Linked DNA regions of Mus musculus: regions 2, 3, 4, 5, 6 and 7 are each linked to region 1. A link is a contact called in public Hi-C, HiChIP or PLAC-seq and promoter capture Hi-C data. All regions are on one chromosome and are shown on one strand. Each heading gives the region's core, a stretch centred on a gene start, on an enhancer-like site or on the middle of the called end of the contact. The rest is flanking DNA. Distances are from core to core; before and after follow the strand shown. Region 1 holds the start of Eif5 (eukaryotic translation initiation factor 5). Region 2 holds the start of Ppp2r5c (protein phosphatase 2, regulatory subunit B', gamma). Region 3 holds the start of Siva1 (SIVA1, apoptosis-inducing factor). Region 4 holds the start of Crip1 (cysteine-rich protein 1 (intestinal)). Region 5 holds the start of Brf1 (BRF1, RNA polymerase III transcription initiation factor 90 kDa subunit). Region 6 holds the start of Jag2 (jagged 2). Region 7 holds the start of Adssl1 (adenylosuccinate synthetase like 1).

What was found. Promoter capture Hi-C pulls out the DNA fragments that hold promoters and counts their contacts. A called contact is a pair of places that touch in the nucleus more often than the background predicts. HiChIP or PLAC-seq counts read pairs in DNA pulled down with a chosen protein or histone mark.
Region 2: a contact with region 1 is called in a Hi-C map of pre-B cells, with 4 times the contacts expected there. The contact joins the promoter of Ppp2r5c here to the promoter of Eif5 in region 1. A contact is called at or near these places in 6 of 39 promoter capture datasets (the HPC-7 cell line, cranial neural crest, liver and 2 more), 3 of 484 Hi-C or Micro-C datasets (CD4 T cells, embryonic stem cells and pre-B cells) and 1 of 115 datasets of contacts at active chromatin or transcription factors (embryonic stem cells).
Region 3: a FOXA1 HiChIP or PLAC-seq map of pancreatic cancer cells shows a contact between it and region 1. The contact joins the promoter of Siva1 here to the promoter of Eif5 in region 1. A contact is called at or near these places in 2 of 39 promoter capture datasets (liver and pre-B cells) and 2 of 115 datasets of contacts at active chromatin or transcription factors (microglia and pancreatic cancer cells).
Region 4: a Hi-C map of B cells shows a contact between it and region 1, with 6 read pairs. The contact joins the promoter of Crip1 here to the promoter of Eif5 in region 1. A contact is called at or near these places in 1 of 39 promoter capture datasets (pre-B cells) and 2 of 484 Hi-C or Micro-C datasets (B cells and CD8 T cells).
Region 5: a contact with region 1 is called in a promoter capture Hi-C map of pre-B cells, with 3 times the contacts expected there. The contact joins the promoter of Brf1 here to the promoter of Eif5 in region 1. A contact is called at or near these places in 3 of 39 promoter capture datasets (cranial neural crest, maxillary cranial neural crest and pre-B cells).
Region 6: a promoter capture Hi-C map of pre-B cells shows a contact between it and region 1, with 2.0 times the contacts expected there. The contact joins the promoter of Jag2 here to the promoter of Eif5 in region 1.
Region 7: a contact with region 1 is called in a promoter capture Hi-C map of pre-B cells, with 4 times the contacts expected there. The contact joins the promoter of Adssl1 here to the promoter of Eif5 in region 1. A contact is called at or near these places in 2 of 39 promoter capture datasets (the C10 cell line and pre-B cells), 1 of 484 Hi-C or Micro-C datasets (B cells) and 2 of 115 datasets of contacts at active chromatin or transcription factors (large pre-B cells and pancreatic cancer cells).

What each region holds. Positions count from the first base shown.
Region 1 is chr12:111,536,835-111,540,599 of GRCm38.p6, reverse strand. Eif5 (eukaryotic translation initiation factor 5) reads right to left here and starts at 2,499. Exons shown (of 12, transcript NM_173363.5): 1 at 2,361-2,499; 2 at 2,052-2,245; 3 at 913-1,192; 4 at 718-799; 5 at 298-470; 6 at 28-139. The coding sequence starts at 984.
Region 2 is chr12:110,445,142-110,448,635 of GRCm38.p6, reverse strand. It overlaps Ppp2r5c (protein phosphatase 2, regulatory subunit B', gamma), which reads right to left and starts at 1,412. Exons shown (of 16, transcript NM_001373949.1): 1 at 1,251-1,412; 2 at 599-664. The coding sequence starts at 1,277.
Region 3 is chr12:112,642,828-112,646,651 of GRCm38.p6, reverse strand. Siva1 (SIVA1, apoptosis-inducing factor) reads right to left here and starts at 1,824. Exons shown (of 4, transcript NM_013929.2): 1 at 1,568-1,824. The coding sequence starts at 1,685. It overlaps Gm30101 (a long non-coding RNA gene), which reads left to right and starts at 1,885. Exons shown (of 3, transcript XR_381987.3): 1 at 1,885-1,970; 2 at 3,210-3,338.
Region 4 is chr12:113,150,154-113,154,037 of GRCm38.p6, reverse strand. Crip1 (cysteine-rich protein 1 (intestinal)) reads right to left here and starts at 2,026. Exons shown (of 5, transcript NM_007763.3): 1 at 1,885-2,026; 2 at 663-757; 3 at 526-583; 4 at 374-420; 5 at 159-263. The coding sequence starts at 1,924. The coding sequence ends at 380.
Region 5 is chr12:112,999,055-113,002,934 of GRCm38.p6, reverse strand. Brf1 (BRF1, RNA polymerase III transcription initiation factor 90 kDa subunit) reads left to right here and starts at 2,314. Exons shown (of 18, transcript NM_028193.3): 1 at 2,314-2,762. The coding sequence starts at 2,579. 9230104M06Rik (a long non-coding RNA gene) reads right to left here and starts at 2,211. Exons shown (of 3, transcript XR_001780729.2): 1 at 2,023-2,211; 2 at 1,509-1,578.
Region 6 is chr12:112,927,639-112,931,305 of GRCm38.p6, reverse strand. Jag2 (jagged 2) reads left to right here and starts at 1,811. Exons shown (of 26, transcript NM_010588.2): 1 at 1,811-1,887; 2 at 2,074-2,424. The coding sequence starts at 1,822.
Region 7 is chr12:112,617,579-112,621,605 of GRCm38.p6, reverse strand. Adssl1 (adenylosuccinate synthetase like 1) reads right to left here and starts at 1,559. Exons shown (of 13, transcript NM_007421.2): 1 at 1,296-1,559. The coding sequence starts at 1,487.

The DNA.
Region 1 (3,765 bases), core at 1,250-3,749:
ACTAGTCAATTTATTAAAAAGACTTACCAGGTGGGTTTTTGAGAATGAATGTACAGAGTTTATGATGTGTGTCAAGCATGCCTCGGTACCCACAGGCTTTACAAGAATTACCTATTGTTTGCTTCTTTGGATTGACATGCTATTAAGGAAAGTAAAAACAAGTGTCATCTACAGCCAAAAAGGAAAAGTGGATAGAAGTTTTTGTTACATTATAAAAGTGCCAGAAGACATCTAAAGTACTAATTTAACCCAATTTTCTTCATGATAGTCTTGAAAAAAAACCTAAAAGGCACTCACCAGATCTGTTTCAGGATTCTCACACTCAGGACAGAGAACAAATTTTTTAATGAATCCATCCAACATGTCTTGCAGCTTATTCGCCTCATGAGATCCATTGACAATGTAACGGTCATTCTTAACATCAAACTGGGTCTGTGCTCCCAGCTCACAACCAAAATATTTGGTGGGATCTGTATAAAGACAAGACATTCCATTATAGTTAACTAAAGCACTGGTTGCACGTGAATATACAAAAACTCACCGTGTTAAAATTACAGGGAAACTGAAATACAGCCAGGGTGGCTTAATGACACCCAATCAAGTAGGTCCGCAGTTCCAACTTGCTAATTAACATGATTGAGGAAAGATGTATAGCTCAAAGACTGTAAAAACTATAGCCATAATATACCTTTTCAGGCTTCTCCAAGCTTTACTTACACGTTGGAGGCCGATTAAGCGCCTTTGCAACGTCAACCATGTTGACTATAACTGTCTTGATTCCATTTCCTTTGCCCTCAACCTAAAGGAAATAAGAATTTCAATTTTGCACTGTCTTCCCTGTGAAATGTAATCTTTCAAAACCTATCAAGAGTGTGCGGACCAACAGGCTACTAAAATAAAAACCAGCATTACCTTAGCAATCAAACGGGGCATCTTGTAGCGATAGAACTGGTCTGACACGCTGCGGTTGACGTTGACAGACATTTTGGCTTATTAGTGACTTTATCAATAAGATGAAGAGATCTTTGATTGCAACTTTTTGGTATCTTCTGTCTGGAGAAGAAGGGATGACATAAACGACTGCAAGAGTTCTCGGTCTCTGACATGAAAAAATTTTCGCCACTGAGGCTGTAAGCTTCTTGCTTGTATGCTATGTTTCCCCAATACAGGTACCAATGGCTGCGCAACAGCTCTGAAAGAGAAAAGGAGAAAACACACAACAACCCTACAGGTTTAGCATCACTCCTCCCCGGGACAACTTCCCGTCCCCGAGTCCCTCACACAACTAACACTCCGAGCTCTAACAGCCCGAGTCCTTGTGAGAAAACAGCTGACATCCCCATGTAACAAAGCACAACTCCAGGAACCCAGGAGGCCACCATTTTGACACGGGTTGTGACTGGCAGGGAAACTGCTCGAAACGAGGAGGACAACACGGAACACAAACCCTGCTCCCTCAGCCGCCGGGAGATTGTCACATCAAAGGCCACCGGCGAGTCATGGGTTGCCCCGGCCGAGCGACAGCGTTGTAACTGCCGAAAAGGGGATCCGGGCCCTTTCTCTCCCTCACTTCAGGCCCGGGGGCCACCAACTTCGCCGATGGCGCCTCCCCCGGCTGCCATCGTGGTAAAACGGGAAACGTCGAGCCGGACCTGCCAACCGCCGAGGGGCGGCTTCGGCGACTCCGGGGGCTTCAGGGCGGCAAGTCCAGGCTGGGAGCCATTGGCTCCGTCGGAGCACGAGGACCACGGCCGAAGCCGCGCCCGGGCTCCCTCCCCTCGCTCCCTCGGCGCACGGCCGACCTTCGCCCTCGTCCCCATGGCTACGCGACGGTCGCAGCCCGTCGCCCGGCCTCCCCCTTCCGGCGGCCGGCGGGGCAGAGGTGCGGCCTCCCTGAGTCACAAACGCGCCCCGGGCCTGACTCAGCCACGGCGCGCGCGCGGGCGCGCTCCCGCACGGCCCGGCCCCCCCCAAACTGCGCCACACGCGCGGCGGGTCACGCGGCCGCGCCGCCATCTTGCCGCCGCCATGGCCCGCCGCCCGCGACTCACCGTTTTCGTCAAATAAAGACATAAACCCAACGCGGCTCGCCCGGGACTGGGAGGAAGAGGCGCTGGAAACCGGGTCCGGAGCGGCGGGGCCGGCGGCGAGCGGAGGGGCGGCTGGGCAGGTGCCGCCGCCGAGCAGCGGGAGGGACTGTCCCAGCGACGTCCGCGTCCACACCAGCAGCGCCGAGCCTGGCGACCTGGCGGGGACAAGGCAGTGAGCGGCGGGCGGCGCCTGCCCCCGCCGGCGGCCCGCGGGGTGGAGGGGCGGGAGCGCAGGGCAGGGGCGCGGGCCACCGCCCCCCGCGGACTCACCTCTGGAATGTTCTCGCTCTGACTGAACAACGCCGCCGCCGCGCTCAAGCTACCCTCGGCCCCGGAGCCCGCCCCTTGTACCGGGCAGCCACCGCTTATTGGCCGCAGGCCCTCCCAACTTCTCTTGTCATTGGCTCGCATGCACGTCGATCTCACGCTTCTCCGCCCTCCACTTCCTGGGGCTCCACTCGTGGTCTCGGCCCGCCTCCTGCCTGTCCCAGCTTCCTTCCCTTCCCTTCCCCCCCCCAACTCCGTCCTTCCCAGAGGCCTTCGCGGTCTCGCGATAGCCCGGCTCGCTCTGAGTTTATGCGTTCAGGCACTATGGCGCCTGCCTAGTCCTCTCTCGGGGCGGGGCCGGGCCGGCTATGTCCACGGTGCTTCTCTGTGGGCCACGCGTGATCTAACTGCTCATCTGGACCGCGCCAGGAGGCTCCCGACACTGCGGCTCCCCTTGCCTCTTTCCCACCACCCTTCCTGCTGCCTGGCCCGTGCCTGTCATCCCATATGGTGCCTCTCCCTGAGCTCGGGGAGCCAAGCCGCCGCCGAGCCGAGACTCCGCGGTTGTGGCTCTGAGGTTTCCCACGATAGAAACCTTTTTTTGTGTAGCTTGGGTCCCCGCGCAACTTAGGGTGGTCTCGACCCCAGTCAGGTCCGGCTGTGCCTCGAGGTTTGGCCATCCCCCCGCCTCGGGGCTCAGTCGCCACGTAGGGCCACCCCGTCCAGCCCAGCCCGGTCTGTAAAGGCCAGGCTGGTTGGTGACTGTGACTCCCTGCAGGTGCACCCGAGGAGGCAACAGTGTTTTATTTACTAACAATTTATGTTCGGAAGAGGAGCCCGGACTTTTTCTTTCCTAGACACTCTTCCATTATTTAAAAGAAAAAAAAAACTTCTTTTTTTGGTAAAAGTTTCGACTGAGAGTTGAAATCATCCCAGAGTCCAACTAATAATATAGAAATACCTGTTCCACCTTCCCAGGGCTTCTGAGAGCAGCAGCCTGGCTTAGTCAGCAGCTGCCTGGTTTCCTGGATGGGGAGAAAGAGCAGTGTTGTGGAAGAAGGGCTGCCCTTTGTTCTACGCCAGTAGAATTTGTAACAAGGTTAAAATGGAAAGATCAATTTTATTTTGCCCAAATCCAAGGTTATTTCCCCATGACTTAAAAGCTCTGTAAAGCTAATTGACCATGTCCGTGAGGGAGACTAAAGACAAGATGCAGAACTGAAAGATTTGTGTCTCTTCTGTAGCTTTTATTTCACAGTCCATGGCTCTACAGTTTTTACGGCTCTGTGCTTATCCAGGTTCCCCCTCGTTAAAGTGGAAAGATCTCAGGCAGTGCCTCTGTGAGCCATGGATCATGACTTGGCAGTATTGGAAAAGATTGAGTTTTTGCTTGGCTGAACTCAAATGG
Region 2 (3,494 bases), core at 163-2,662, 1.1 Mb after region 1:
CTGCCCTGAAAATCCCCCAAGGGCACAACTCTATTAAGGATCACAGATTCCACCAAATGACCCAAGGGATCATTCCAGATATTCTTGAAATAAGCCAAAGCCAGGAAGCAAGAAAAGTCAGGATTCACCAAAGAGGATGGAGGAGCTTGTGGGAAAGGAAATAGAAGACTGTTTAAAAAAAAAAAAAAAAGTACCCAAATTAGAGCCACCAAAACACATCCACACTTAGTTGAAAAGGACCAGACATCAGCAGAAGAGAAGCTTGCCCAGGACACCAGTTCGAGGCTGCAGCAAGGAAAGCAAGGACCGTGGAAGTCACTGAGAGAGCCAGAGACACAGAAAAGGAACGAGGGGGCAGACCCTAAAGCTAGAGACTCCATTTAAGACCAGTTCACTGGGAGGGCTTGAGCTCTGTTAGAAGCCACAAAACTGTTTTTAAAATGTCAGTTTCGCTGTGCACACTTTAATAAAAGAGTGGGGGGGGGGATAAGTAACTCATAAGAAAAGACTTCAGAAACACTTTGGTTTGTAGAGCCTCCGTGTTAGACCCTAGATTAAAGGCTGATCAAGAATAACAATGAGCTTGTCCAGAGGTTACCTCTGTTTCTGCTGTATCTTGTCCTTCTTTTGGACCTTTTCCACTTTTCACCGGTTTTGGTGGTTCCTGGGAATCATCACAAAACAAAAACAAAAAAACAAAAACAAACAACAACAAAAAACCATTAGTGTTCTCAATATTTGGACCGCTAAGCATCAGCTCAAATGCAGTTTCTAAATTGATACATATCACTGAGAGCTTCTGATGGCTTTAATATGTCAGCAGCAAACTACATCATATTGAGTATATTCACAATACCAGCAGCCTTCAAATTCCGTTTCTCTTCATGTCTGTGTTGGGGGGCGGGGGAGGGAGGTGAAAACTCCAGGTAGGGACACGTAACCCCAGCTCTCGGCCCATCCCTTTCTCCCCTCCCACCCTTAAACCTCACAAGTGAGGGTTTCTGGGGCGAGTCCGGAACGCTCCAGCACCCCAGCCCCCGCCACGCAGAGCACTGCACGGAGCATCAGCCGCCACCCAGAGCGACCGCGGCACCTCAGCGCCACCTCAGAGCCTGAGCGGCCTCCCCAGCTCCATGCAATCCTGCCAGCGCCCTGGGCCCGCCCGCGAGCCTGGACGACCTGCCGCCCCGCCCCTACCCGCCGACGCGGGGACCCCAGACCCGGTCCCGGAGCCCCCGGCCCCGACTCACTTTCTCCTTCTTGTTTTTATTCGGCATGGCTGGTGCGGGCCGCCGCCGCCGCCCCTGCCTCCGCCCGCCGCCACTGCCGCTGCAGCAGCAGAAGCGCCCCCGGCCCGGCCGTCGCGCCGCCCCGGCCGCCGCCGCCGCCGCTGCAGCCGCCGCCCGGGGACTGAGTCGCTCGTCCGCTCTCGCTTCCCCTTTTCCAGGCTCCCAGAGGCTGCGGCAGCCGCGGCGGCGGCGGCGGCGGCGGCAGCGGCGGCGGCGTCTCTCCGCCCCTCTCCCGGCAGGCCCCGCCCCCGCCCCAGGCCCCGCCCCGCGCCGGCCCCACGCTGCCCTCTCCCCGCCTCGCCGCCCTCAACGACGCCACGCCATTGGCCGACACGGCCCCACGTGCCCTAACGCTCCGCAGCGTCGCCCCGCCCACTGCGCGGCCTGTCCCCACCCCCTCGGTGCGGACCGGCTCGTGTGCCGGGCTGTGAAGGTTTTGGTGGAGCCATCAGGGAGGGAGCTACTGGGGAGAGGGAGGCGTGTGCGGACAACGGAGGTGATAAAGTCACGGCCGCTGAGCCGGGACGGGGAGGAGAGCAAAGGACAGTGAGGAGCGGGAATGCACATGTGAGATGTATGGCGACTATTCTGTAGCCTTCCAGGCACGAAAAACTCTACCCCATAAGCCTGGTAGCGGTGACGCTCGTGCAGTGCGGAGGAGACCCGGGACCGCGCGAGCGGCGGTTTCCTTGGGCCATTAGGCCCCGCCCACGAAGGCAATGCTGCTGGCTCCGGGGTACGCTCCGCCCACCGCACGCCTCAGAGGCGGGGCTCGCCTCAGCCCCGCCTATAGAGTCCACGCCTCTCCTTTCGTCCCCGCCCACGCGAGCAAAGGAACTCTCCCCAGAGCAGACTCTGCCCACGGCGGTCCAAGTGTAGACTGCCTAGTTCCCCTGTGGTCCTGCACGCCGAAATTTCTCTGTTCCAGACTCACCCGCAAGGCAACCGGCTTCCCCAATGTAGGCACCGCCCACCTTACGTCTTAGGGATTGGATCCACCTAGGCCGAGCCCATCAGCTGCTCACTCTGAGACTCTACCTGCACACTGCCACCCATCGCCCCGGCCCACCAGGGAGGTAGTCAGATCAGTGTAGGCTTTTTTTCCGAGCCCATTACGTCTGAGCAGCCCTGCGTCTTTGTTATTCTTTAATTACCAGTGGTCGTTAGCCTGTGAGAAAACTGCATGAAGACCAGGGATCACTTGATTCTCTCACTTCTCTAGTAGCTCTTTATGAGGGAAGAAGCTAATTCGCTACTTATACAGTCCTGTTTTTGGAGTTGTCAGTGTCTGACATCCTATGCTAAGGGGGAGCACTCAGAAGGAAGACTGTAGGAGTGAACTGTTTCGAGTGCAGGAGACTTCAGGCGCTCACTCATGATTTAGGAGGTGCCTTCGTCATAAGCTTTGAGCCTGCTAGACAAACGCTGGAGACTTCAGCTACGTACCCAGGCCAAGGCACTGAAAAATCGATGTATCTTAACCCTTGGTTTTTGTTTGTTTTTGTTTTAACTCTTGTAAATGCCAAGCAAAGCATTTTTGGTTGTTCTCACCCAAGCTCTGTGGGGGTTAAAAAAAGAGAGATTTATCAAAACCCAGAGGTGCTGTAGGAGGTTCTGAGAGTAAGTTGTGTCTGCTGGTGTCTGAATGTTCACCAAAATAAAACTAATCTGCAGATAATCGTGACAGACTGGAATGGGTATTTTTACAGAATGGGTATATGACAGAATCTTAAGTGGATTAATACTTTCCTTGAAACAAATAATTAAAAAAAATACCACGAGTTACTTTGAAATTTTAAAATTAGGCGCTATCAATGTAGTAAGCATGGTACAAATTTAAATCAGGAAAGAGTAAGTAGATCTGAAGTTACTGCGTTTTGGCCATGGAACAAGGAGGAGTCTGGGCTTTCAAGGAAATACGCTGATTTCATGAAATACGCCGGTATCATGGCATGACCCAGGATTGCACATCCTTGATCCATTTGACAGACATTTGCTGGACATCCATGATGTTCAGTACAGCACAAAGAGCCCCTTAGTGAGCAAGGTGTCTGTCTCCCTTGTTCCCTGAGAAGTCACATGCCTGGATGGGAACAAGAAGCCCTGTGCCATCCTGCAGGATGGGTGGCAAGTCCGAAGGAAAGGGGTGGAGATGGTCTAATTCAGGGACAGGATAACGGGAGGTGCAAGATGTTTCCTTGTGGC
Region 3 (3,824 bases), core at 575-3,074, 1.1 Mb before region 1:
CCCTCTTTGCACTCCCAGTCCTCCTCCTGTAAGCTTGTCTCAGTGCCAGAGAAAGCTCTGGCTCAGAACCATTCATTCCCAAAAGCAAGTGTCCCAAGGAGGCAGAAAACAGACACGAGTTTAGAACAGCACCTACAACCATTGCCAGGCCAGTGAACAACTTTACTAAAGGGACAATGACAACAACCCCCTGACAAAGACCTCCCAGATGTTCCAGCCCTGCCACCCACCAACCCCGGGTAACTGGCTGCTCACACCTATAACAGTGGATTGCTTCCTTTCGGGCTTCAGGCCCAGGGAGCCCTAAAGGGAAACACTGTTGCGAGTTCTAGAAATACTCACTCCCACGACCCAGGGACCTCTCTGTGACACTGGAAGCAAACAAAAACTCAAAGAGAGTGGCTATTCCCAGCTCAGTTGCCTCCTACTTTAAGACAGAATTACTTAAGTTCAAGGCCAGGCTAAGATACACGGTGAAAGCCTGTCTGAAAAACAAGAAATGGGAAGAGTTCCTGGAGGGGTACTCTTAACACAGGTGGGGCTCAAACCCACATTCCATTATGAGAGCAATTTTCTCCTTAAGGCCTCCTGGTCCAGCAGAGTCCAGAGTGTGGGCTGGGGTTTTGGTAAACTGTGTGTACTATAAAACTCGCTAGAGCCCTGCACCCCTTCCTGACTGGCTGGCTCTGAGTGGCCTGGCAAATGCTCCAACACACAAGTCCTCAGAAGGGTAGAGCCAGGCTGTTAGGTTCCAATTAACACTTAGGCCTTCTTTTCAACTGCATGCTTACATTTAAAAAAAATTAATTTACTTGGCTATTTAGTTACTATGAGTGTGGTCGGAAGACAACTTTCAGGAATTCTCTCCTACTGTATGTTCTTGGGACCTGACTCATGTCCAGGCTTGCATAGACTGCACTTTAACCAGCTGAGGCATTTTCTGGGCCGTGTTTGCATTGTTATTGCTGTTTTAAGACATCTCACCATAAAGCCCATGCCTTTCCCTTCTGAGTGCTGGCGTCAAAAAACAAGCCACGACGCCAGGCCATGTCTAGACTGGGGGGCGTGGGGGGAGGCACACTCTTTGCAGCTCAGTCCTGTCCCTTCACGCATCGCCCCTGCGTCTCAGCACTTGAGTTTGCATTCCCAGAGTACAGAGAGGGAAAGGACAAATACTGGGGCTGCGTAGGGAGTTTGTTTTCCCGCACATTCCAAAGGCGCAGCGGCACCGCTCAAAGTTATACGGCCGCAAACTGCGCCAAGCTACGGTACACTGCGTTACACCTGCCCCAGAAAGCCATCACTGCAAGGCAATGCTCAGCAACATCCATCCGCTACAAAGGCCACTTGCGAGGGCTCAGGGCAGTCTACGCCATCACGCCCACTCGAACCCAGTCCCCGCGTCGGTCCCGCGCTAGGCTAGTCCGCTCGGCAGCACTCGGGTCCGACTCGGATTTCTCCGGGAGCCGCCTGAAGCAGCATCCACCGTGAGCGCTCGGGACGCTCCCGCGGTCTCCCGCTGCCCTGCGCGGCGTAGCGCGCTCTACCCACGGAAGTCCACACTCACCGAAGACCTCGCGTGAGTAGCGCTCGGCGAACACACCGTGGCTCAGCTCTTTCAGGCCCACGTGGACTTTGAGTTGGAGCGGGGCTGCGTCTGCGAACGGGCAGCTCCGCTTGGGCATGGTAGCGGGTACCAGACACAGCCTTCAGCAGCGCGCAGCGCGCCGCGCGCCGAGCACACGTCACGGCGCCCTCGGACCGCGGCGGAGGCCCGAGCCGACGAGGGCGCGGCGCCCAATAGGCCGGAGAAAGGCTGGGGGCTCGCCTCAAACGGGCCCCGCTGCGCGGGATAGGCCGGAGTGACGTCGGGGGCGGGACTTACGCAGTTAACGGCGAGGGATAGGCTGAGGGAGGCAGTGGCTGGAATGCAGGGCGCGGGAAAAGGCCAAGGGCGCTGGCGCGGCGAGGTGAGGTCTGCGCAAGGCGTGGCACGGGATAGGCCGAGGGGGGGGGGGGTTGTGTTGGGGCGGGGCTAGTTTATGTCACAGCTCAGGATAGGCCGGGAACTAAGAGGCGGGGCTCTGGGGTGGGGCGCGGGATTAGCGGGATGCTACGTTGGGGGCGGGACTCGTGTGCTAAGGGGCTCTGCATAAACCAGCACGAGATCGAGGGCGGGGCTCAGCGCGCGAAAAGCCTGAAGGCTCTGTTGTCGCTAAGCAACGGTGATAGGTGATAGGTGAGATATCAGTATCAAACAGTAGGGTGGCGGGTTTTGTCCCAGCTCCTGATCTTAGTGGATACGGGCACCCATCTTCCCCTACGAGTTCCTCTTGTGTTCCCTTAGGTCTGATCTTGGGCAGGGAGCCTGAGGGTTTATGGCGTCACCTGCGGGTCCGCTGGTCAGGATTTAAAAATATTGTGGTGTCTTCTAACATGTTGAACAGGCAAAACAGTGATGCTGAGGGGTTTCTCAGTCCTTCTATTTCTACACAATCGGAACGTCAGTTATTCGGGTGCATTAAGTTTTGTGCTCATCTTGGAGTACAGGAGACCCGGAGTGTACACACAGCACCCGTTAATTCTCCAGACTTTGTAGAATGGAAGTCTCTGATCAAAGTGTCAGGTTCTCTGCAGGCTTCTGTCTTCCAGAATCTACAAATAAAAACTTTTGTGTCCTTACTGGATGTGTGTGTGTGTCCTCATCTCATAATAACACCCAGTACTTTGAATTAAGTTCTGCCCTAAGGACCCTGTTTTAACTCTTTAAGACTATATCCACCAGCCCTGTGTGTTGGCTCACACCTTTAATCCCAGCTCTCAGAAAGCAGAGGCAGGCTGATCTCTGTGAGTTGGAGGCCAGCCTGGGCTAGGTAGAGAGACCCAGTCTCAAAATACCGAACAAAAAACTGTATCCAGATACAATCACACTCTGACTCTTGGGAGTTAGGCCTTCGACATAAAGAAGGAGCACAATTCTAAATAGGACAATAGGGTCCAGTGACTACTGACTGCTGTGCTTCCCCACCCCCACCCCCACCCCCAAATGGTGGTTTCCCCGGTTGTAGAACTGTGCAGAATGGATGATACCTCTGTGTGGAGTCATGCGTTTGTCCCCTACTGCATGGCTTAAATCCAGCGACCTGTCCCAGGAACCACCACTAAGAAGGCTGTTGTTCATGTTAAGATAATGGACTTTTTCCTCCCAGAATCCGCACTTCCTAGTGCAGTCTGTACAAGCGCCATGGGGTTCCACTGGGCCTGACTCCCGTTCTAGTATGAATATGAAGTGTTGAAGGCTCCGTCCTCAGATGACGTCATGATTGAAGGGTAATAAGGTCAGGATGGCTGTGGTTTGTATATGCTGGGCCCAGGGGTTGGCACTATTAGGAGGTGTGGCCTTGTCTGAGTAAGTGTGTCACTGTGGGTGTGGGCTTTATTACCCTAGTCCTAACTGTCTAGAAGCCAATCTTCTCCTCTCTGCCTTTGAATGAAGATGTAGAACTCTCAGCTCTGCCTGCACCATGCCTGCCTGGACGCTGCCATGTTCCTGCCTTGATGATAATGGACTGAACCTCTGAACCTAGAAGCCAGCCCCAATTAAATGTTATCCTTATAAGAGTTGCCTTGGTGGTTGACTGGGCGGTGGTGGCACACCCCTTTAATCCCAGCCTTTGGGAGGCAGAGGCAGGTGGATTTCTGAGTTCGAGGTCAGCCTGGTCTACAGGACACCCAGGGCTACACAGGGAAACCCTGTCTTGAAAACAACCAAAAAAGAAAAAAAGAAAAGATGTGAAAAAGAAAAAAAAAAAGTTGCTTTGGTC
Region 4 (3,884 bases), core at 777-3,276, 1.6 Mb before region 1:
ATCCTGAAGTTGGATGTAGGCCTGAAACTGCACCCCTCAAAGGGTAGTGGGCACCACTGCCTGCAGCAGCAGGAAAAGCAGTGCCCTGCATCAGGCCTGGGGTTGAGGCTCTCACTGTACACCCCTCTATCACACATCAGCAGACAAAAACACAGGACTTCCAAAGATCAGGTTTATTAAAGGCACTGAGGGTTCCCGAGAGCCCTGCTGTCCGGGGGTAAGGCCTGGCATGTGCCTGGGCGGGCAGGGAGAGTTTCCACAACCTGTAAGAAAGAGAGACAAATGTGAGCGCAAAGTTTTGTTATTTACTCTATTAGGGATGACTCTGTCCTGTAAACTGGTGGACTGGGTGGGATTGGAGATGGGGCTATACCTCGGTCTACTTGAAAGTGTGGCTCTCAGCTCCACCTCGCCCAAAGCCTGCCAAAGATAAAAAGAGGATAAGATAAAAAATAAGGATACTGACATGTTGGGAAAGGAGGCCGGCACTGGGAGGCCCGTTAGGGAAGAAGTCCGGCAACATACCTTTGGGCCCAAACATGGCGGAGTAGCAGGGATGATTGCAGTAGGGCTTGCCTTCATGCTACAAGGAAAAGAACAGTAGGGTTTACCTTCACCCCAACTCCTATAGCTCCTCCCTCTGCCCCCTAACGGCCCCTTACCTCAGCATGACCCCCAGAGGTCAGTGTCTTTCCACATTTCTCACACTTCAGGCAGGGACGATGCCAGTCCTTGCCTAGTGAAGTCACTCGCTCAGCTGCAGAAGCACAGATCCACTGTGAGACACTGGAGTCCCTGCAACCCCTCTTCAGCTGCACAGACACCCACACTTCATTCTTTCAATGTGGCAGCCCACCCTGTGTCCCCAGAGACCACTGTGCTCCAGAGAGGGTTAGGGGCAACTATGGTGCTCTCAAGCCAATCCCACCTCACAAACCAGAAGGGTCACCTTTTTGGTGGGATATTTTCTTTTAGGTTGTTTTTTGTTTTTGTTTTGAGACAGGGTTTTCCTGTGTAGCCCTGGCTGTCCTGGAACTCACTCCGTAGATCAGGCTGATCTTGAACTCACAGAGATGCTCCTGTCTCTGCCTCCCCGGACTAAAGCACTGGGACTAAAGGCGTGGGCTACCTGGCCACCCACCCATCCCGGCTCATTGGTGGGACACTTTTAAGTGTCACCATAGGGATATGACCCCCGAGGGCTTGTAGAGCTGGAGAGGAGGAGGCCTTCAGACTTGAGAGTGGAGGAGAACAAGTCTGGAGGATCTAAGGTTAGGTAAACCCAGTTAAAGTCCTCTGACCTCTGCACTAAACCTGGGCACACCCTTCTCCTCAGCAGGGGCAAGGGGACCTCTTAGTCACGCACTATCTCATAGAAGCCCTAGGGCGCGCAAACAGCAAGAAAACGAGCACCCGAGATCGAACCCCCCGGACGTGGTTTTGGGCGTCTGTTTCTACTTAGCATTGGGAGGGGCCACCCTAGTCCCGCGTTCCTTCCTATCCAGCAGGGACCCCGCCCAAGGCGCACAGACAGAAGGCGGGAGAGACAGCAGGATCCAGAGGCCAGGGTCACAGAGAAGGGGAGACCCACAAGCATGGGAGTCACAGAGACCTGGAGACCCAGAGACAAGGAAGCCAGAAGACCGACCCAGAAACATAAGAGCGAGTAGGCACAGATGTCGGTTCTGTTTAACACCAAATTGTCCCACCCTCAAGCCGCGGGCAAGATCTATGGGTTCTATCCCAGGCGATGCCCTGGACTCTAGACAGCCAGGTCCACCTGAACAGCCCAATATTGTCCGCCTCTGGACCACGCTTCCGCGTACCGCCTGCAGTACGCCCGCGGGCATGTGGAGAGAGGTTGGGATACCCAAGCGTGCTCACCGAAATACACCTCCTTGTCGCACTTGGGGCACTTCGGCATGGCGGTACCTGGTCCTGCACAAGTGGCTGCAGCTAGAAGGAAGTAGGTTGCAGGCTCTGGACTGGGTGGCGCCCGCCTGGTCCGCGCTTTTCAGGGACCCCGTGGCCCTGCCCTTTAAGGCCCCGCCCCCGCCCCACCCCCTCAGTCCGGGACTTGGACCCCTGGGAACGCTGATCCAGGCCGACTGGCCAAGAATGGTCATCTGGTTCATACTCGCCTCCGGCAAGATAAACTGGCCAAGGGCCATGCAGGGGTGCGGAGTCTTCCCGGGACCCTCTAAGCCCAGCGGCTCCTGCGGACCCAGGCCCCGCCCCCTGCCTGGGGCAGGGCAAGTCTCCGGTCTTGAATAGGGGTCGTTGAGTCCTCCCCTCGAAGGACCAAGAGCTCTGTCTAGCCTAGCGTTTTTTGCACCTGCAACGGCTAGCTGGAGACCGGGTAAGCACAGGAAACTTCTAAAGTGCAGATAAAGTGGGACGTGGTGTGTTTGCTTGTCCTACTAAAACTGGTGAGGCCAATCTGGTCTCTAGGGTGAGACCCTGTTTCAAAACACACGTGCGCATGTGAACACACACACAAATAAAGCGCAGAGAGACACAAATTAGCATTCAAGGATTCTGCACATATTTTGATGCTTCTTCGGAAAGAGTTGAGGACATTCAGAGTCTCAGCCTTGTAGCCCAACTCCTTCCAGCCTTTCCCAGATCTAACCCACGCAGACGCCAGGAGGTCCACTCTGGCTAGCCGCATGTGAACACCCTGACCTTTGGCAGCTGACTGGACTGCAGCCACAACTTCACCGGGGAACTCAGAAGAGGGGACTCCCATCCAGAAAAGCCCATCCTGCCACAGGAACTACAGACTCTAAGCTTGAGGACCTAACAACCTGAGGTTGGAGACTAGAGGTCAAGACAAGGAATTCGGGTGAGGCCATGCCCAGGCTGTTTCCCTGGTGCCTCGAGGCACAATTGATGAGTAGTCCTTATCTCTGGGAGAAGTGCCCAGAGCTCAGCGGTCCAAGTCCACTGCCCAGCTAAGGAGGAGGCTGAGCCGTGGTTGGTACCAGGTAGAGAACAGACTAAGCCTACAGTAAATATGGAGGGCTGGGAGGTTTCTACTGGCCTGAGCTTCAGAGTAGTTTGTAGGCTTAGTGGGGGTTAGGGGTTGGGGCTCTCTGATCGTTGCCTAGCAAGCTGACGATGCAGTTGCTGATAGCCGGACATTAAGTTCTCACTGTTCAGCCCTGACTGACACTCCTGTCCACACCCACCCATTTATCTGTCTCCAGACCTAGCTCTGGGCAAGGATCAGTCAGGGGTATTTCCATCTCCCTGGCCACTGCTGGGGTAGGGAGTCAGAACTCTCAGATGGGATTAGTGTTGCACCATGGGTCAGGGACTACCCACAGTTGCAAACGCAGCCCCTCTGGAACACTACCTTCCTCCTAGGGACCCTAACCTGAGGGTACAGCTCTGTCCCAAACTGGAGCTCCACAAATGCCCAGCTCTACAAAGACATTCTGAAGCTCTTCACTACCAGCTGGGGGCTCCAGAGCAGGGGTGAACACAAGCCCTACAAGGATAGACTTCCATCTTCTAGCCTATCATTACCTAAGACCCACCTAGAGGCCTGGATTGGCATCCCTGAGTGGTTTCTGGACTTAAGGCTGACTTTGCTCCCCCATCCACACCCCCAGGCCATTTCTTGTAATCTTTCAGTCTTTCTGTTAAAAAAAAAAAAAGGACATATTTCTATAGCTCCTGACTTAGTCTACAAAGGAGAGGGGAGGGGGAGAAGCATCCTATGGGCAGAGGTTCCGGAAGGGGAGATCTGAGCAAAGCCCTTGGTGATATAAGGAGAGGCCAGAGAAGTCCAGGACCATCCGGAAGGGTGGTGTCCCTACCAACACAGATCCCTGGGGCCTGACCACACACAAAGCACACTACCTCACTGTCCGTGGAAG
Region 5 (3,880 bases), core at 1,065-3,564, 1.5 Mb before region 1:
ATACCTGCACGCCAGAAGAGGGCACCAGATCTCATTATAGATGATTGTAGCTGGGAATTGAACTCAGGACCTTTTGGAAGAGCAGCCAGTGCTCTTAACCTCTGAGCCATCTCTCCAGCTCCAAGAGTAGACAAAGTCAAGTCGCTGAGTCTGGGGCACTTTGTTCTGGTAGTCCCAGCAAACAAATATTCTACAAGTTTTATTGAAACAGAAAAAGAATTGAACTCAAGGAAATGTGTGTGCTGGGACTGTTTTGTGGCAAGGGCTTGACTATGTCATACAAACTTGGGAATGGAAGGACGCAAGGCTAATGAGTGGATTGGGTAAAGCAGTGGTATAGCAGAATCCATAGCAGAATCTGTGCAGAGCAAAGGGGTTTAACACAGGCACTCTCTTCTCTTTGTGGTACGCCTAATACTTCTCCATGATGAAGCATTTGGGGGTACCCCCAGCTCTGAGCTATGTTTTCTCTCTACACAATGGCATTCATGAGTGATAAGCTCACCTTTTCATGTTTATCCCCTGCAGAGCAAGATATTCTTGCTCTTTAAGACTCAGATTGGGTGAGCCTTTTTCAAGATAGAATGGCAGGGAAGCATCCCCAGGCCCTCCAAAGAAGATAGGGCTCCACCTGGTTCCTCTGTAGGGGCTGAAGAACTTGCTGCTCTTCCCTTCTTAGCACTTGTCTTACTGCAATGTACATTGGGGTCACTGAGAAGGGACAAGGCTCAGGGGCATCTGTGAGGAGGTCTGAAGGACCCTGGTCCTCCACCTTGGGACTCTGACCATGGTTATCTCCTAAAGACACCAACTGTATAGGGAACCAGGAGCTCCTGTGAGTGCTTCACTCTGGGTTTCTGGAGTATTGCTTTGTTTTTGTTTTTTTTCCGGACATACCATTGGCTGTCCTGGACCTTTTGAGGCATTCAATGACATGTTGATTTGGGATCCCTTGGGGTGACTCGAGAGCACAGGAACTGTGCAGCACTCCAAATCCTTCAATTCCTTCATTTGCCATTTGACTTTAATATGTATTGTGCACATGATGGTGAGAGGGTACATGTGTGGAGGTCAAAAGAGAATTTTGTGGAGTAAATTCTCTCAGTCCGCCTTTACCAGAGTTCTTGGGATTGAACTCAAGCAAGGCAGACAGATTTGCTTGGCATTTACTTGACGAGCAATCTCACCAACCCTTCCTTTGCTATGTTTTGAGGAGATCCCTCCCAAGTTCTGTTTGTTTGTTTGTGACAGGGTTACTCTATGTATAAAACAGAGTCCTGGCTGGCCTCTAATTCACAGAGATTCACCTGCCCCTACCTCTGGAGTGCTGGGACTAAAGGTGTGCACCAACACAATCGGCTTTTTCCAAGTTGTTGTTCTTGTTCTTCTTCTAAATTGTGTTGATAACGCTGGTTTTGCAAGCTGATCAGAAGTCTGCATATTTACAATGCTTCCCTCTTAGTTTGAGCTCCTGTGGCATCCTGCAGTCTAATTTTGGAGTTTCTTACCTGTAGTAGTGCACAAGATTTGCTAAACTTCCCAAGGACTGACAGGTATGGCTGAGATTGTGAGCAGCGCCTGCGGATGCAGAGGGTTCTGTGTATGCTCTACTTTACCCAGAGCTCACTACCCTACTACCCAGACCCGTTACTGCCAGGAAATAGGAAGTCCTGCTGAGAACTCAGCGTTGAGGTGACCAACTGTGGTCCCAGAGACTGTTCACCCTGGGACTGAGGGATGGGGGATGAGGTGTCTGCAGCAGAGTCTGGGAGAACATTCCAGGTCCCTCTTAAACGCTGCCCCGCCGGCAGTCCTTGATCCTGCCCTCTAGGGCTTGCTGACTCCCCAAGTTACTCCCACTACATCCAGCCCAGGACGCTCCCAAAGCCTATTGTGCCAATCAGTGCAGGCTCCACGGGCCGGGCCTTGGCCGCACACAAGTTACCGCCCACAAACCCATCCCACTACTTTGTTTCCAGATTTCCTCTCTCAGACAATCGGCTCTCCTTCGGCTCCGCATACCGAAAGCTTCGTGGCCTCGGCGCCATCTACAGGCTCCTCCCATACTCGTCCCAGCTCCACCCACCGGCCTACTCCGGGCCCCGTCACTTTAAGCCTCGCCCCTGTCCCAGGCTCCTCCCTCAGCCCGCATTTCCTCCTAGGCTCCTCCCACGGCCCGAGTCGGGTCCCGGGCTGCGCTCCTCGCCCCGCCCCGCCCCGCCCCGCCCTTCTCGCCCGCCCTCCAGTCCCGCCCCGTTGTTGGCTTTTGGCCCGCGAGGCCTCCGGGTTCCAGGTTTGGAGCTTTGCTTCCGGCCGCCCGGAAGGTCGGCGGTTCGGTCCCAGCGTCCCAACGATTCTTGAGTTCCTTTATCGGTCCCGCGGGCGCGGCCGTTGCAGGCAGCGCGGCCCGCACGCGCTGGGCGAATCTGCCGCGACGAATCGGCAGGCGTGGCGCCGGCGGCCTCGCGAGAGTGCGGCGCAGACGGAGGCGGCGCGACGGGCCTTGCGGGCTGAGGGCCGCGGGCGGAGAGCGGACTGCTGAGCGGCTGGGGGGCCGGTGGGGCCCCGCGGCTCCACCATGACGGGCCGCGTCTGCCGCGGCTGCGGCGGCACGGACATCGAGTTGGATGCGGCGCGCGGCGATGCGGTGTGCACGGGCTGCGGCTCGGTGCTCGAGGACAACATCATCGTGTCCGAGGTGCAGTTCGTGGAGAACAGCGGCGGCGGCTCGTCGGCGGTCGGCCAGTTCGTGTCGCTGGACGGTGAGTTCTGCAGCTCGGGCGAGGGGGCCGGGCAGGGCTGCGTGTGCGAGGTCCGAGGGAGGAGTCGAGGCTGGCGGGGAAACTGAAGTAGGTCGTCCTGTGACAGACCGTGGGCAGTCGGACAGGGAAACTGAGGCAGGGCCGGGCCGGGAATCTGCAGCCAGGTCCCCTCCGAGTCCCGTACGCCGATGTAAACTCCGCGATCTGCCCGGTCCAAGCGTCGCGGTCCGGTCCAACGGAGGTCGTCGGGCTGGGTCCCGAAATCTGACAGGCACGGCTTTCAGGCTCGCAGGTTCCGTTTATCCGGTTGGCCACTCTAACAGGTGTCATTGCCCTAAGGGCTATGAAGAAGATGTGCCCAGCCTCAATTCTCTGCCCAGTCGCCTGAGTCCTTATCTTTTTAAAATAAGGGTTTGTTTCCTAACCGTTGAATGTCGAGTCTCTAGGTGAGTTATACTTCCAAGTCTTTCTTTGTATATCTGATTCTTGAGGCAAATGTTACTATTTTGACCAAAGGTTTTACATTTTGAAGCATTCCAATTTGTCGCCTTTTCTTTCTTGAGAGTTTCCTTTGTCACGAATCTAAGATGTCTTTGAGTCACCGCGTTTGTCTTCTAAAAGTTATTGTTTACACTTTTACGCAGTTTTGTTTTTATTTTCTGTAGACTGGGGATCTAGCCCAGGGACTCTGGCACACTAAACAGTTCCCAAATCCCTATGTCAGTGGAAGCCTAGTCCACATTTTTTGAGTTAAGCCTTGTGGAAAGTGGGATGTGCGGGCTGAGGCTCCTTTCTTGTCTGCGGAGGTACCATTTTCCACACATAGTTTGCTGAAAGGATTCCTTTTTTTTTTTTTACATGGAGTTACCATTGTTCCTTCCGCAGAGGTCATTGTCTGCCCCCCTGTGTGAGTCTGCTCCGGGTTCTGTAGTGCATTCAGCCTGACCTTTTGTTTACATTTAATGTTTTGCGATCAGAATTGTGAGCCATCCAGCTTTTGCCTTCCTCTATGGACTAGTGTATTTGTAATCTCTTTCCCTTGGACTGTATGTAACTGTATTTGCATATTTATATGTATTGTGTGTATGGAGCTGGAGCCCAGGTCTTGCTCATACTAA
Region 6 (3,667 bases), core at 562-3,061, 1.4 Mb before region 1:
GGTGAGCTGGAAGCTCAGACTCTCTGTCCTCTGTGATCTCCTGTCTCCAAGCAAGAGGGACAGGGAAGCTGAATTTGCTAAGGGGATGTCACTTAAAGGATGCAAACAACAGAAAGATTCTTAATATGCACCAATTCCCTTATTTGGTGTGGAGGAGGGGAGGCTCTGTGTGTAGCCAGGCCTGGCTTGTGTCTGCCCTATCACCTACCCTACCTGCGTGTGGGCTCCCTGGGCGAGTGCTCCACTCCTTGGAGTGGGAGCAGTTTGAGACAGAGCCAGGTATGCTGCAAGTATGGGGGATACTGGTTCACCCTTTCAGGCCTACTGCTTCTGCAGGAGATCCTGGACGGCCATTCACAGTGGTAGGGCAGGCAAACTGGATCAAGGCTTTTCGATGGCCTGGCTCCCTGTGTAGGCTGCCTGGCACTGCCCTGACCCAAGTTCCTTCTACTGTGGCTCTGATTCACCGGTATCAGAACTTCTCCCTCTCTGCGGAAATCCTGGCTGGCAGTGACTTGGACTAGAAAGGGAGACTAGAGTGAGGAGCCTTCGGGAGACTTTTGTAAGGGCAGAGTAGCACATCACCAATCATGGAGGCTAACCACTGGAATTGCAAAGGGCCCTGCTGAGTGGGAGAGAGGCAGCTTGTAGACAAAGAACCCTTGGTGTTGACGTGTGGAAGAGGAAATGATCACCTAGGAACAGGGTCAAGAAATGGTAATGGAGGGTTGGGACACCCAGGCTCTGTGACTTAATACTCCCAGACTGTTGGAAAGTCCTCTTCCGGTAGCTCTCTTGACATGGTCCACTATCCTTTATGCCCGTTTCTTTTCCCCTAAATTTGAACCTCAGGCCGGCACGTTCCTTGAAGATAAGAGAATGTAGCGATGGCCACCACCTCAGTTTGGAATTGGGAACAGCCTGCAGGAAGGAGCATTTGTTGACTGGCTACTCAACCTGTGCGCTTGGAGGAAGGGAGGGCTGAGCGCCGGAGGGGAGTAGCGCCCCCTGTAGCCGGCGTGAAAGTAACAGGAGGCTGCGGAGTTGGGGGGAAATTCCTGGGGGAAGGGGGCGCACCAGGAGTTGGGCTCACTCAAGTCTCAGTGCCCCACCCGCTCTGCGTGGGGGCAAAATCCTGATGTGTGCAGCAGGCAGTATCTCCCTTGGGACCAAGAGCAGCGCGAGAGTGGCTGCGCTCTGATGGGAGGGGACCAAGGCAGTGACCTCAGGGGGCGCCCCACTCACTCCCAGGCTGTTAACCCGGGCGAGAATTCTGGAGCAGAAAAGGCCCCACCTCAGTGAGCCTGGGCGCAGGAGAAGCCACAGCTCGGTGGCCCCGCGCCCCGCCGCCCCGCGCATAGACCGCACCCTCGCCTCCTTTAAAGCTCGGGGTGCCCCCAACACCCCCCACGGCCCCACCCCACCGCGAGGCCCCGCCCCCTCATGCATATGCAGGTGCGCGGGTGACGAATGGGCGAGCGAGCTGTCAGTCTCGTCCCGAACTTGTTGGCTGCGGTGCCGGGAGCGCGGGCGCGCAGAGCCGAGGCCAGGACCCGCCGCCGCCGTCGCCGCCGCCGCCGGGTGGGAGCCGGGCCGGCCGCCGGAGAGCGGCTGCAGTAAGCCGGAGCCGCCGCCTCCCCTGCACGCCCGCCGCGCAGCCCGCGCGCACTGCTCGACCCCGCCCGCGCCGCCTGTGCGGCCGCCGCCGCCTGTGCGCCGCCGGGCTCGGAGGGCGGGCGGGCGTTGGAGGCCGGCGCGGCGGCTATAGCGGGCGCGGGCGGCGGCGGCGGCGGCGGGGCCGCGGGCGGGGTCGAGGCGGCGATGCGGGCACGCGGCTGGGGACGCCTGCCTCGGCGGCTGCTGCTGCTACTGGTTCTGTGCGTGCAGGTGAGCGGGGCGCGCGGTGGCGACGGGCGCGGACGGGGCGCACCGGGCCGGGCCGCTCCTCCGGGCCAGGCGGCGCACAAACGGCCGCGGTCCGGAGCCCTAGGAACGGCGCAAGGGTGGGGGCGGGGCGGAGGCTCGGCGACCCCGGCCCGCGCCTCCCTGCACTCTGCGCTGCCTTATTTTTAGGCGACGCGGCCCATGGGCTATTTCGAGCTGCAGCTGAGCGCGCTGCGGAACGTGAACGGGGAGCTGCTGAGCGGCGCCTGCTGTGACGGCGACGGCCGGACGACGCGCGCGGGGGGCTGCGGCCGCGACGAGTGCGACACGTACGTGCGCGTGTGCCTTAAGGAGTACCAGGCCAAGGTGACGCCCACGGGGCCCTGCAGCTACGGCTACGGCGCCACGCCCGTGCTGGGTGGCAACTCCTTCTACCTGCCGCCGGCGGGCGCTGCGGGGGACCGAGCGCGCGCGCGGTCTCGGACCGGCGGCCACCAGGACCCGGGCCTCGTCGTCATTCCCTTTCAGTTCGCCTGGCCGGTACGTGCGCCCCTCCCCCGCACTCTGCTTCCCTGCGCGCTCGGCGCCCGCCGCGGTCCCTTCAGCACCTGCGGCCGCGCGGGTGCGGGCCGCGCGCGCCCAGACGGGGCGGGGCCGGCAGGGGGCGCCGCGCCGCGGGCGGGCCTGGGGCGCGTGCTCTTGCGGCCAGGTTCGCGCCTGGCCACGTGGGCGCGCGGGGTTCCCAAGGGCCGACAGGCTTGGGGTCGCGGCGGGGCTGGGAGGCCAAGGTCCGCGTGCACGGCGGCCCTCGGAGTGTGCCTACGTCGCCCTGCGCGTGTCAGTGCGTGGGGAGGTGCGAGGCGCCTGCGGCCCGGTAGGCTGTGCAGGCATGTGCGCTGCGCGTGCTGGGGCTGGTCCGGGGCAGGCCCTGGCGGAGCCGTCCGGGCCCGCGGCCAGCCTGCTCCTGCCCTGCAGTTTCCTGGATGCCCGGGGGCACGGACAGGCGCCTGGGACCTGCGCGGGGATGGCCTGATTGTGTGTGTTGGCAGAAGCTGCTAGAGATGGGAAGACCCCTCCTCCGAAAGGGAAGAGACACTAACAAGGCTCCAAGTTGTAACCCTCTGTGGCACTGCTGTTTGCGGATGTTTTATTGTGCTTCTTAGTTTCTGGAATTGGGAAGCACCCTGTCTGCTTAGGGGTGGTCAGGTCAGGCAAGAACCCGAGTCTGGGCATGCTGGGAAGAAGGGTCATGGGGATCCAGCTTTGGGGGAGACAGGTAGCATGCCTGTGGTATAAAGGCCTGGGATCAGGAAGTCTTATGGTGCTTGCTTTTATTCACTTTCTGGACCTGGCTTGTACCGGCACCTGATTGTCTGCAGGTGTGAAGCTAGTTAGGTGCAGATGTGAATATGGACATAGTCTTGAGTGTGAGATTAAAAACAGCTGGTAAAGGTGGGTCTGGAGGCCTGAGACTAGCGAGTAGAGGGGGGGTATCAAGCAATGGCCCAAGGGCTTTCCTGACTGAGGGCTTGCGGTTGGTTCAGATACCAAGAGCCATGGGAATGGGTCTGCCTGGTACCTTGGTCCTGAAAGAGACTTTTGGTTAGGGGGTCAGGCATGGGTGGGCAGGGTTTGCCCTGCTCTGCTCTTGCTCTGAGCCCTGGACAATTATTTCTTCCAAGGCCACCCAGCTTGTGCCTCCATCTTTACCTTTCCCTAGGCTCCTGCTCCATACGTAGGGAGGGATACCCTTGCCTAGCCAGGTAGCCTTGACCCTGGGGGC
Region 7 (4,027 bases), core at 310-2,809, 1.1 Mb before region 1:
GTCCGCAGAAGGAGACGGAGCCTGGGACCATCGAGGCTCACCCCTGACAGTGCTGACCAAACCCAGCAAGTTGTGTGGAAAGACTGTAGGCGCCACAGGAGCAAACGGCTCTGAGGAAGGGTGGGGGCTTTGGTGCTGGGTCGCTGGAGAGCAGGACTCCAGACCGCTGGGAGTAAATCCCAGTTACATACACATAGCTGGACAATGCATGCAAGGTGTAGGGCTTAGGAGGCCCAAGGTCTGTCCTTAGGACCTAGAGACTTCAAGGGAGAGGGGTGAACAGGGTGAGAGAGCAGGGTAGCTCCTCATTCTTAAGAGAGTTTCCAGAAATCCTCATCCCCAGCTGGGCAAATGTGGCCCAGGGAACCAAGCTATGCCTCCGGAGGCCTCCTAGGAGTCCTCGGGAACTCAGCAAGAAAGCCACAGAACCAGGGAGACAGAACTCCAGCAGGTGTTCCCACCTTCATTTGGGTCAGCAGCCATAAGTGTGGCTCCAAACCCAGTATCACAGAGTATCTTCCCTCAAACCGAGCCCTCTGTGCTGAGGATGGCACCGCAGAGGCAGTGTGGCTGTTAGCTGCAGCTCAACACCACAGAGACTTAAGGAGAGCAGGCAGCTAGCCCTAGGAGAGTACCCACCCGCTGTCCAGAGTCAGTCAGAACAAATGTGGGTGCTCAGAGCACTTTGCAGCTGGCCAAGGGCACAAAGACTGTCTCTGGCCTTCTCTGAGCACTACCAGCCACCGGGTCACACCCTGCCCGGGAAATCTGTGACTCCTCCTTTCTCCATGTCAGCCAGACCCCTTTGAACTCTGCTTTAGGCTCCTGACCCTGCGTTCCTCTAGGTTAGAAACCTATCTTCATCCTGTCTCTGCCTGGCTGACTCGCCGAGGACACCCCCCTTCTCAGAAAGCAGCTCTCACCCTTTGCTGCATCTTAGGGTACCTCGACCCACCCCGTTGGGGCTTTCCCCACTGGAGGGCCCACCATCACCGCCCTGGAACGCCCTACCCCTGAGGATCCCATGTCCTCAACTCAGCGACTTATATTTTTAGCTCGGGCTCCTGCCATTGCCCTGGGGAGGAGGTGGGTGGGTGGTGGGAGGCCAAGAGCTTTGTGTGAGAGGGTGTGTGTGGGAAGGAGGACTTAGGCAGTGGGGAAGGTACTCCTGGGAGGGAGGAATCCAAAAGGCTGTGACCCACTCAGGGCACAGGAGGAAGGGGTTCGTCCGGATCCCGGGGAAGGGGAGAGGCTCGCTGGGCAGGTTAGGGAGGGACTCGGCGCCTGGCCCGCACCTGGCAGCGACTGACGATGTCGGCGTCCGTGGCCAGCAGGTCCACCACCTTGCCTTTGCCCTCGTCCCCCCACTGCGCGCCCAGCACCACGGTCACGCGGGAGCCTGTCGCCGCCGCCTCCTGCTGCAGCCGCCCCCTCTTGACTCCGCCTGTGCCGGGGGGCCGGTCGTTGGAGGCTCGGGTCCCGGACATGCTGGCTTAGCTCCTCTGCTGCTCTGGGCCAAGCGAGAGCCCGCCGCCGCCAGAGCTCTCGCTCCATTAAATGCGGACGCCTAGAGAGGGGGGCGGGCCGGGGGCGGGTCCTGCGCACGCGGTGACGCACCTCGGTGACCTGCGGCCACAGCTCCCTGTCCCTGCCGCTGTCGCTGCAGATGGCGCGCACTTAGGGTGCTAGACGCCCCGACACGACTTGGGCAAGCAGATGACTCAGAACACCCTAGGACGTGAGAGGTGCCAGTGCTGCACGACCCGGACTCTACCCCTGCCCACTGGCCTGCTAGGACTAGGGTTTGGGGTTGCACAAACAGCGGAGGAGGCTGCTTTTTCCGGGGCAAGAGAGCGGTTAACAAAAGCAGAACCACAGATGTTTCTTTGCCGTTAATCTGGAGGATCTGCCTGCGGGATCACCTGTTTTCCCGTCTTGAACCTCGAGTCCAGGACCAGGAACGGTTCTCCTGAGAGCCGCCCAGAAAGTCACCTTAACTAAGACGATCTCTCTCCACCAGGCCACATAGTCACCCCTGCTGGCCCAGGATATGCAGCTCTTGGGTGGCTGTAGCTAGCTACTAGCCCAGCGCCAAGTGTAAGATGAAGTACCCACATCCGCTCGGGGTCAGAGCAACTTGAGGGACACAGGAGCAGAGGAGGATTCAACTTTCCAAGAGACCTCGGGGTCGATGGTTTCTGCCACTCAGTCCAGACTGGAAACAGGGACAAGGGAAAGTCCTGAGGCTGGGAGGCCTGTGTGGCATGCTCCCCCCAGCCCCCCACTGGTGCGTGTCCTTCCAGGGTGTGCTAACTGACCCCTGGGACAGGTTCACAGAGCAGTCAGGCTCCTAGTTGTCCTGGGGGCAGTTCGCAGGACTGTCACAAGACCAGTGAGACTAGACACACCCTCTGGGGGACTGACACCCCCCCTCCCCCAGCTTGGGGAAGAGAGGCTATTCCCAGTCAGCCTCAGCCACACTGCTGCTACCCTCCCTGGCTGTGCAGGTCATGGTGGTCTGTGTCTTCTGTTTCACATAGGGACATAGACACTCTCTTCAGTTGCTATGGCTGAAGCAGTCAGGGCCTCGGATCTGGACACTACTTCTTAGAAGAGCCTTACAGTCTTTGTGTGCAGATTACAATATCCTTCTCTACCTCACTCAGTGCCACAGTGGGGAGGGGGCAAGCGAGTAGACGTGGCATCTAGAGTTAGTGGTTCAGGCCAAGATCTCCTGAGCAGTGGCTGGGACAGGCAGAAATCCCTGATAAGGTCTTTCAGGAAGGTGTGCTCAGAAGGCAAAGCAGGCAGAGAAGGCTGATGCAGGAACGGAGACAAGGGGTAAACAGGAGAATATGGGGGGGGTTGTCACAGGAGGAAGGGTAGGGGGCACAGCAGCTTCTGAGGACTGAGGGAGGAGAGAGGCTGGCAGAATGTTACACAGGTCAATGAACTTTTTCTCCAGGTGAGAAAGATTATGCTTTAAGAATGCCAGTGTTGAATGTCACTTTGGTCAGGTCACTTTAATGCTTGCCCTTGTCCCCTTGGGAGGTGTTGCTGCAAGCCTGAAAGGAATCCTGGCTCCCTTTCCTGGGGGGAACCAGGGGTTCTTGGTGAGAGGTATTTAGGGTTCAGAGGGACCTACTATGGGGGCTTAGACGGGTCCTGGGCACTGAGGCTTCTAAGCCTGAGACTATAAATAGCCAAGGGCCCACATAGAACGGGGAGGGCTTTTCTAAAAACAGCTTCACTCAGGCTCAACAGCTGGGACCCTGCCAGTCACAAGGCTCAGCCGGAATTAGCACCCCCACCCCCTCAGTGAGCCCAGCCCGGGATGGTGGGCAGTGTAGCAGCTGCTAAGTTTGGGGGGAGTCTGGCTTTGCAGCTGTGTGACCTCAGACAAGTGACTTCTGCTAAGCTTTGCATAGGCTTAGAGGGAGGGCACGCAGGCACAGCGCCACCTATGGTTCCCTCTGGGTTATCAAGAGACACCGCCACACAGACAATGCACATGATCTGGCACCCATGAGCCTTTGCAAGGAGGTTCCAGGGGCTTCATAGCTGCCACTGGGCTGGGTTTTCCCAGGTCTGTTAGCCACGAGGCCGACTTCCAGAAAGCAATGGGGAGGAAGGCTGGGGAGGCAGTGCTCTCCGTCCTCCCCAGGCAGGTGAAGTGCTGACCTTGCAGGTTTGCCTGATGAGATAGGTAGGCATTCCACCCCAGGTGCAGACCGTTCACAACTCAATACCTGGGAACTCCAGAGTGTGAAGATGGAGCTGACAGAGCTAGGCTGCAGAAGCAATCGCCCAAGGAACCAGCAAGACTGTTTATAGTAAAAGGCACTTGCCACCCTTCCACTGGGTCCACACAGAAGGAGAGGACAATTCTCAGAAGTTGTCCTCTGATCCCCACATGAATGCGGTGGCAAACACACTCCCGCACCAGTAGTTAAAAAAAATTAAAAGTATCCCTGGTGGGAATAAGGTAGCAGCTTTGGGAAAGTCTTTTAAAAAGTTATAGTTACTC